Linked DNA regions of Mus musculus: region 1 is linked to region 2. The links are chromatin contacts, called in public promoter capture Hi-C maps. All regions are on one chromosome and are shown on one strand. Each heading gives the region's core, a stretch centred on a gene start, on an enhancer-like site or on the middle of the called end of the contact. The rest is flanking DNA. Distances are from core to core; before and after follow the strand shown.

The links. Promoter capture Hi-C pulls out the DNA fragments that hold promoters and counts their contacts.
Region 1: a promoter capture Hi-C map of hippocampal neurons shows a contact between it and region 2, with 2.8 times the contacts expected there. The contact joins the promoter of Frmd6 here to the enhancer-like site in region 2. A contact is called at or near these places in 7 of 39 promoter capture datasets (the 3T3-L1 cell line, the C10 cell line, cranial neural crest and 3 more), 1 of 484 Hi-C or Micro-C datasets (LSK cells) and 1 of 115 datasets of contacts at active chromatin or transcription factors (astrocytes).

Annotation. Positions count from the first base shown.
Region 1 is chr12:70,824,114-70,826,813 of GRCm38.p6, forward strand. Frmd6 (FERM domain containing 6) reads left to right here and starts at 1,401. Exons shown (of 14, transcript NM_028127.3): 1 at 1,401-1,460.
Region 2 is chr12:70,241,415-70,244,114 of GRCm38.p6, forward strand. No RefSeq gene overlaps it. Among named protein-coding and RNA genes, the nearest start is that of Gm38467, 11 kb to the left of the region's middle. Within about 2 kb of position 1,322, at least 6 of the 459 cell types and tissues checked have an H3K27ac peak or open chromatin away from gene starts, as enhancers often do. A contact at or near this core is called in hippocampal neurons, where this site is marked.

The DNA of each region.
Region 1 (2,700 bases), core at 151-2,650, 580 kb after region 2:
CTGCCCCCAACCACACTGGCCTTTGGTGAATTTTCTAATTGATGATTGATGTCAAAGGGCCCAGCTCACATGGAAGGGAGAGGGGCTACAGTCCCTGGCTTGGTGGTCCTACATACATAAAGAAGCAAGCTGAGCCTGGCCGGTAAGAAACACTTTTCCACGGCCATGCCGGGTTTCTGCATTGAGTTCTTGTCTTGATTTCCCTCAGCGACGCAGTGTGACTTGAGAGCTGTGTGCAGAAATAAACGCTTTGGTTTGGTTTGGTGTTTAATCACAGCAATCAGCTATTTCAAATACAGCTTCTATGGGGTATCAAGTGTTCTTCCTCAGGTGTCTGCACCTACATGAAAAAGCTAGAATCTCAGATTCTCCTCACTGGAGCAGCACCATCCACAAAACACTTAGAAGCTTGTAACTGTGGGTGGCAGTGCCCCCACCACACACACACACTTAAGCTGCTAGACACCTAAGCAGGTCCAGATAGGTGCAGCACAAACAAGTGGACTTCGCTTCTTTACCCGACTACCAAAAGGAGCAAAGAACCCTCCATTCCTCTTGGGATCTTTGGGGTTATTGAAATCTTCTAGGGCTGTCTTTTGCACTGCTCACAGCCAAGCCGGCAACCTTCACCAAGGGTACACATCATTTTGAGGGCCACAGGCAGCGGCTGTTTCAACCTGGGGAGACAGACTGAGCGGGGGCGGATGGGCTTAGGCGGCACTCACAGCCCACATGCAGGATAAAAACCGTGAGGTCGAAGTGGGCGCCTGACGGGAGGGGGATAGAGGAATCACGAAATCTCCTCTTCTCGCAGGGGCCGCCCCAGTTCAGATTTATTAAGCCGCAGCTCACGTAAAACAACCACCCCCAGGTAACCCGTCTAGGCCTGTGAGGGAGAGGCTAGGGACTAGGGTGTGCGGGAGGATGGGGGGGGGGGGGGCATGAGCGGAGAAGGGGACCATTCCGAAGGAGGGGAGGGCGGACAGTCTATTACCCTCGCACCGAAGCCTCTGTCCCTTTGGGAAAGGCATGCAAAGCATATCTCACTCTATATAACCCACTTGAGCCCGACTCGGTTATCCGATGTCACCCGCGTCCCCTGGTCCCTGGGTCTCTTCACCCCTCCGCAGGACTCTTGGTTGGGTCCGGGGCGGAGCGGGGCGGGGCGGGGGGGGGCAGCGCTCCACGTGCAGCCGCGATCACCCCAGCTCTCTGCTTCTTCCGCTGCTCGGTCTCCGCCTTCAATTTGGGGCGGGGCGGGGCCTCGAGCAGGGAGGGCGTGTCTCGGGCGGGCCGTGGGCGTGAACTCGAGGGGGCGGAGCGGAAGGCGTGGGCGGGGGGCGGGGCAGCTGCAGCGTTGGTCTGGCGGCAGCAGGAGTGCTGGGAGCTGCGAGTAGGCTCGGCGCCGCTGGAGCAGACGCCGGTTGTGAGTCGGAAGCCTGGCGCTGTCGACTTTGGAGGTACGCGCGGGAGCGGGCGCCGGCCTGCTGGCCCCCTTTCTGGGACGGCGCGCCCTGGCCGCCGCTGTGCCCCCTGCTGGTCTAAAGTGCGATTCCCGGCTTTGCCGCTCTCGGCGTCTTTCTTCTTTCTCACGGGGCTCTGGGCGTCGGGCACCGGGCGGGCAGGTCGCCTCTCCGCGAGTTGGAGCTCGCCCACGCCGGGGCGGGAGGCCCGGGGCCCCCGGGCAGCCTCGGCCGCGAGGGAAGCGCGGAGCTAGGGGGCTGGGCTCTGCGTTCCTGCGCCCCGATCTCCGAGACTCTGGCTCGAGGGGTGCCTGCCTGTAGCGCCCCGTCCGTAACTAGCTGGGACGAGCCGTGAGTCCCGCGTACCCGAGCGATGTGCGGTATTGCCTGTTGTGCGCGCAGGCCGGACAGCCCACTTCGGGAAGGCACCCCAGCGCGTCTGTCCGGTATCCCCGCCAGTGCCTAGTGTGGGAAACCCTGAAGGGGGCCTTGGGGACACACGAGTCCCGGGTGCGGCCTGCAGAATTTTGGTTTCTGGAGGAACTTAACACGACCAGGTAAAGGAGACCACTAGCCTCCCCTCCGGGAAAGCGGGGATGTGGACAGCTCGGGGCCACCCAAGTGAAGTCTACAGGATTTAAACAACACTTGGAGTTCTAGAATGGCTTAGCCTGATGGTGGAGCGCTTTCTTAAAGGCAGGAATGGATGGAAAGCTGTCAAAGCAAGCACATTTAAAGTTGAGATAAAAGCTGGAACAATTTTCAGACCGTACAGTTGTGTGGCTAGTGTCGGAAGAAATTCTGGCTCAGTGGCCCCCTTACACCTTTGGGGGATTTGTTTATTTATTTATATAAGCGGCCAGTCTGTTTTGCTAGCATTGCACCCCGGGAGCTGTGTAGTGCCCACTGCGAGGAAGGAAAACTTGTGCAAGGATTCTCGGCGCGTTTGAACGTGGAAGGGAAAGCGTACCTTGCCAGATTTTCCACGCATGATTCCCCCCTTTCTTTGGACCGAGTGGTGTTTGTTTACCGGTCTTCGAAGCATCCACCTACATTTAGTTTTTGCACGAAATACCCACTGTTGCCACAGTGTGTAGTTTGGGGATTAGAGAATGCTTTTGGAGAAAACTGCTAGTGGCTTCATTTTCCAAGAATGTAAGTCATTTCCTTTCTGTGGTTTCAGGGAGTTGATATTTCACAGCATCAAAAACTCTGTGGGGAAAATTTTCCGTAATAC
Region 2 (2,700 bases), core at 72-2,571:
TCTCTTCAGCAACAGATAAGGTGTGAAAGCAACAATTCCAACCAAGTCTATGCCCGTGAGGTGTTGAGTCAGTGAGTTTATCGGGGTTACTGTCAGTAGCATGAATGACTCAAAGGCGTCACTGAAAAGCCCAGAATGAGTGGCGACTCAGGAAAGCTGCATCCCGAGAGCTCCTGGCAGAGCCGTCAGAAGCTTGGCGAGGGAGAGAGTCTCAGTTCCCCAGCAAATGTTTACTGCATGTATACTCAAGTATAGTCTCAGAACCTTGGGATCAGCTTTGGGAACCTTTTGTCTCACCATTCTTGGACTTGGAAGTTTTGTTGACTTCTTGAGTCTCAGGAACACCCTCTTCTTTCCAGGAGGTTATTGCAGTTTGCTACAAAACATCCTGGCACTCTTTTGAGTTTTGTCACTAGCATTATTTGATTAAGCCCTCAGAACAATTACATGATCACCTCCACTTTAGGGATATGGACGCTGTGGGTGAGTGTCGGCAGCTGCCTGGGCATATGTAGCTCTCATGGTATGAACCAGAGCTGAAGCAGTCACTGCTGGCTGCTGCATCACCGCCACTAGACTGACCCCTCTCGAGTCCTCTGAGGGCGCAGAGGGTAGAGGCTACTCAAGAGTTCACTTACATTTGGCATGTCTTTCCTCTTACCTCTCAAAGCCTTGCCTTATGCTTCTCCTTCCCGTGTGCCCCTTTGCTCTGCAGACATGTCTGTCTCCTGCTTGTTATTCACAGCAGTGTCACCTGTGCTTTTAGTCACGTATGACCAACCACAGTCTGAAACTATCAGACAGAAGCTTCCAGAAACAAACAATTCATAAGCTGAAAATTGTCTGGCCTGGGCATGGTTCTGTATGCCGGTAAACCCAACACTCTAGAAGCAGAAGCAGATGCAGAAGGCTCTCTGCAAGGTCAAGGTCAACCTAGTCTACAGAGTGAGTTCCAGGCCAGCTAGAGAAATATAGTAAAACTCTGTCTTAAAAACCAAAGAGACTGAGATATATGTCCTCCTAATAGTGTGCTCACATCACAGACCCTCCTGACCCTCCTCCCCATGAGTCCTCCCTTTGCCCAGGTTATCCCATGCTGTACTGCCCCTGCTCATTTGTCCCTTAGTCACCTACTAGCTGCCTTAGATGGTCAGACACACTGTCTCAATGCAGTCCTTCTGTTAAAGTAGGTTTAATTTTACTCAACGTTGGCCCCCAAATGCAAGAATAATGATTTGAGAAATGCTAGAGAGATGCCATATGGCTTTCTTTAGTTAAACACACAAATGTTCTCCAGTGCATGCTGGGGTTGCTAAGAGTGAGCTAAACACATTTCTCCTTTTTGTCAAGCCGTCTGCCGCAGCCCTGGGTTTAAATGATGCTGGAATGGAACCCAGAGCTTTGTGCTTGTGAGACGGGCCCACTTACTGACTGAATGATATCCCTAGGCCCCAACGACTTTCCCCCAGCGTGTACATCCTCATAGCTTTTCGGACATTGGCATGCTTGAACAATTTTGTCATTATCCAATTCCATGAAATCTAATTCTATAAAAGGAATTTGATAGAACTTTGGTCCCCTCGCCTTCACCTCCCCCCACCCAGAGAAGCAGCCCACATGTATTTTCAGTGTTCCTTAGCACAGCAGGGTGGAGAGGTCACACGTCAAAAGGCCTGGAGTGATGGTTTCCCAGGTGCTCATATTGTTCATCCATATTCAGAAACCATGTGATTCCATGGTTATGCCCAGAAGCTCAGACACACAAAAGTTCTAGGTAGTGCCTGTTAAGGAGGATCCATTGCAAGATCTGTGAATAAGTCCCAGGCATGACAGGAACAGCTGAGATGCATACTCGAGAAATATTTTCAGTTGTCTCTAGTGTCCATAAAGTTTGTAAGATGATGTGATCTGAAAATGTATTGTTCTTTATATTCTAATCAGAGATCTGGATACAATAGTGAGCCCCCTTCCACATCTGTGAATTGAGTATGTGGGTGAAAGATAAACATACACACTGGAGGCAGAAGAAAGGACACCATTTCTGGAAAATAGGGTGATTTCTAGCAAGTCACTTCGACGTCACAGAAAACCCATTAGCCCTAGCACCGGAGGAGAATAAAGAGTTGCTAATGGCTTTCACCAAGCAGTGAGGAGAAGAAAACCCAGCAAGGATGGAGGGGACGAATAAAAGAAGCAGAAAAAGGTCTCCCACTAGCGAGCAAGGAAAAGGTCAGGCAGAAACTAAATGGACAGAGGGCCACAGCTGCTGGCTGGGTGCCTCCTGCTACTCTGTGAAACTGTAGCTCAGACCAGTGACTTTCATAATCTTTCCCCATCCTCCCTGCCCTCAGAGTGTGTGTGTTCACATGTGAATATGTGCATGTGTGTGCAAGTGCATGTATACCTGTGTACATATCTGTGTGGAGACCAGAGAACAAATTCAGGAATCATTTTGCAAGGTGCCATCCACCTGTATTTTTTTTTTTTTTTTGAGATGGGGTCTTTGATTCTCTTAGAACTTCAAAGCAGGCTAAGCCAATAACCAACAGGGCCTTGGGGACCCTCCACCTCCCCTATGTGGGGGTTACAGATGAGCCTCTGTGCCTGCCTATCTTTAGTTGGGTTCTGGGGAGAGGACTCAGATGGAGCAGGCACTTTAGTGACTGAGAAATCACGGCAGCCCCTGCTTTTCTTTCTATA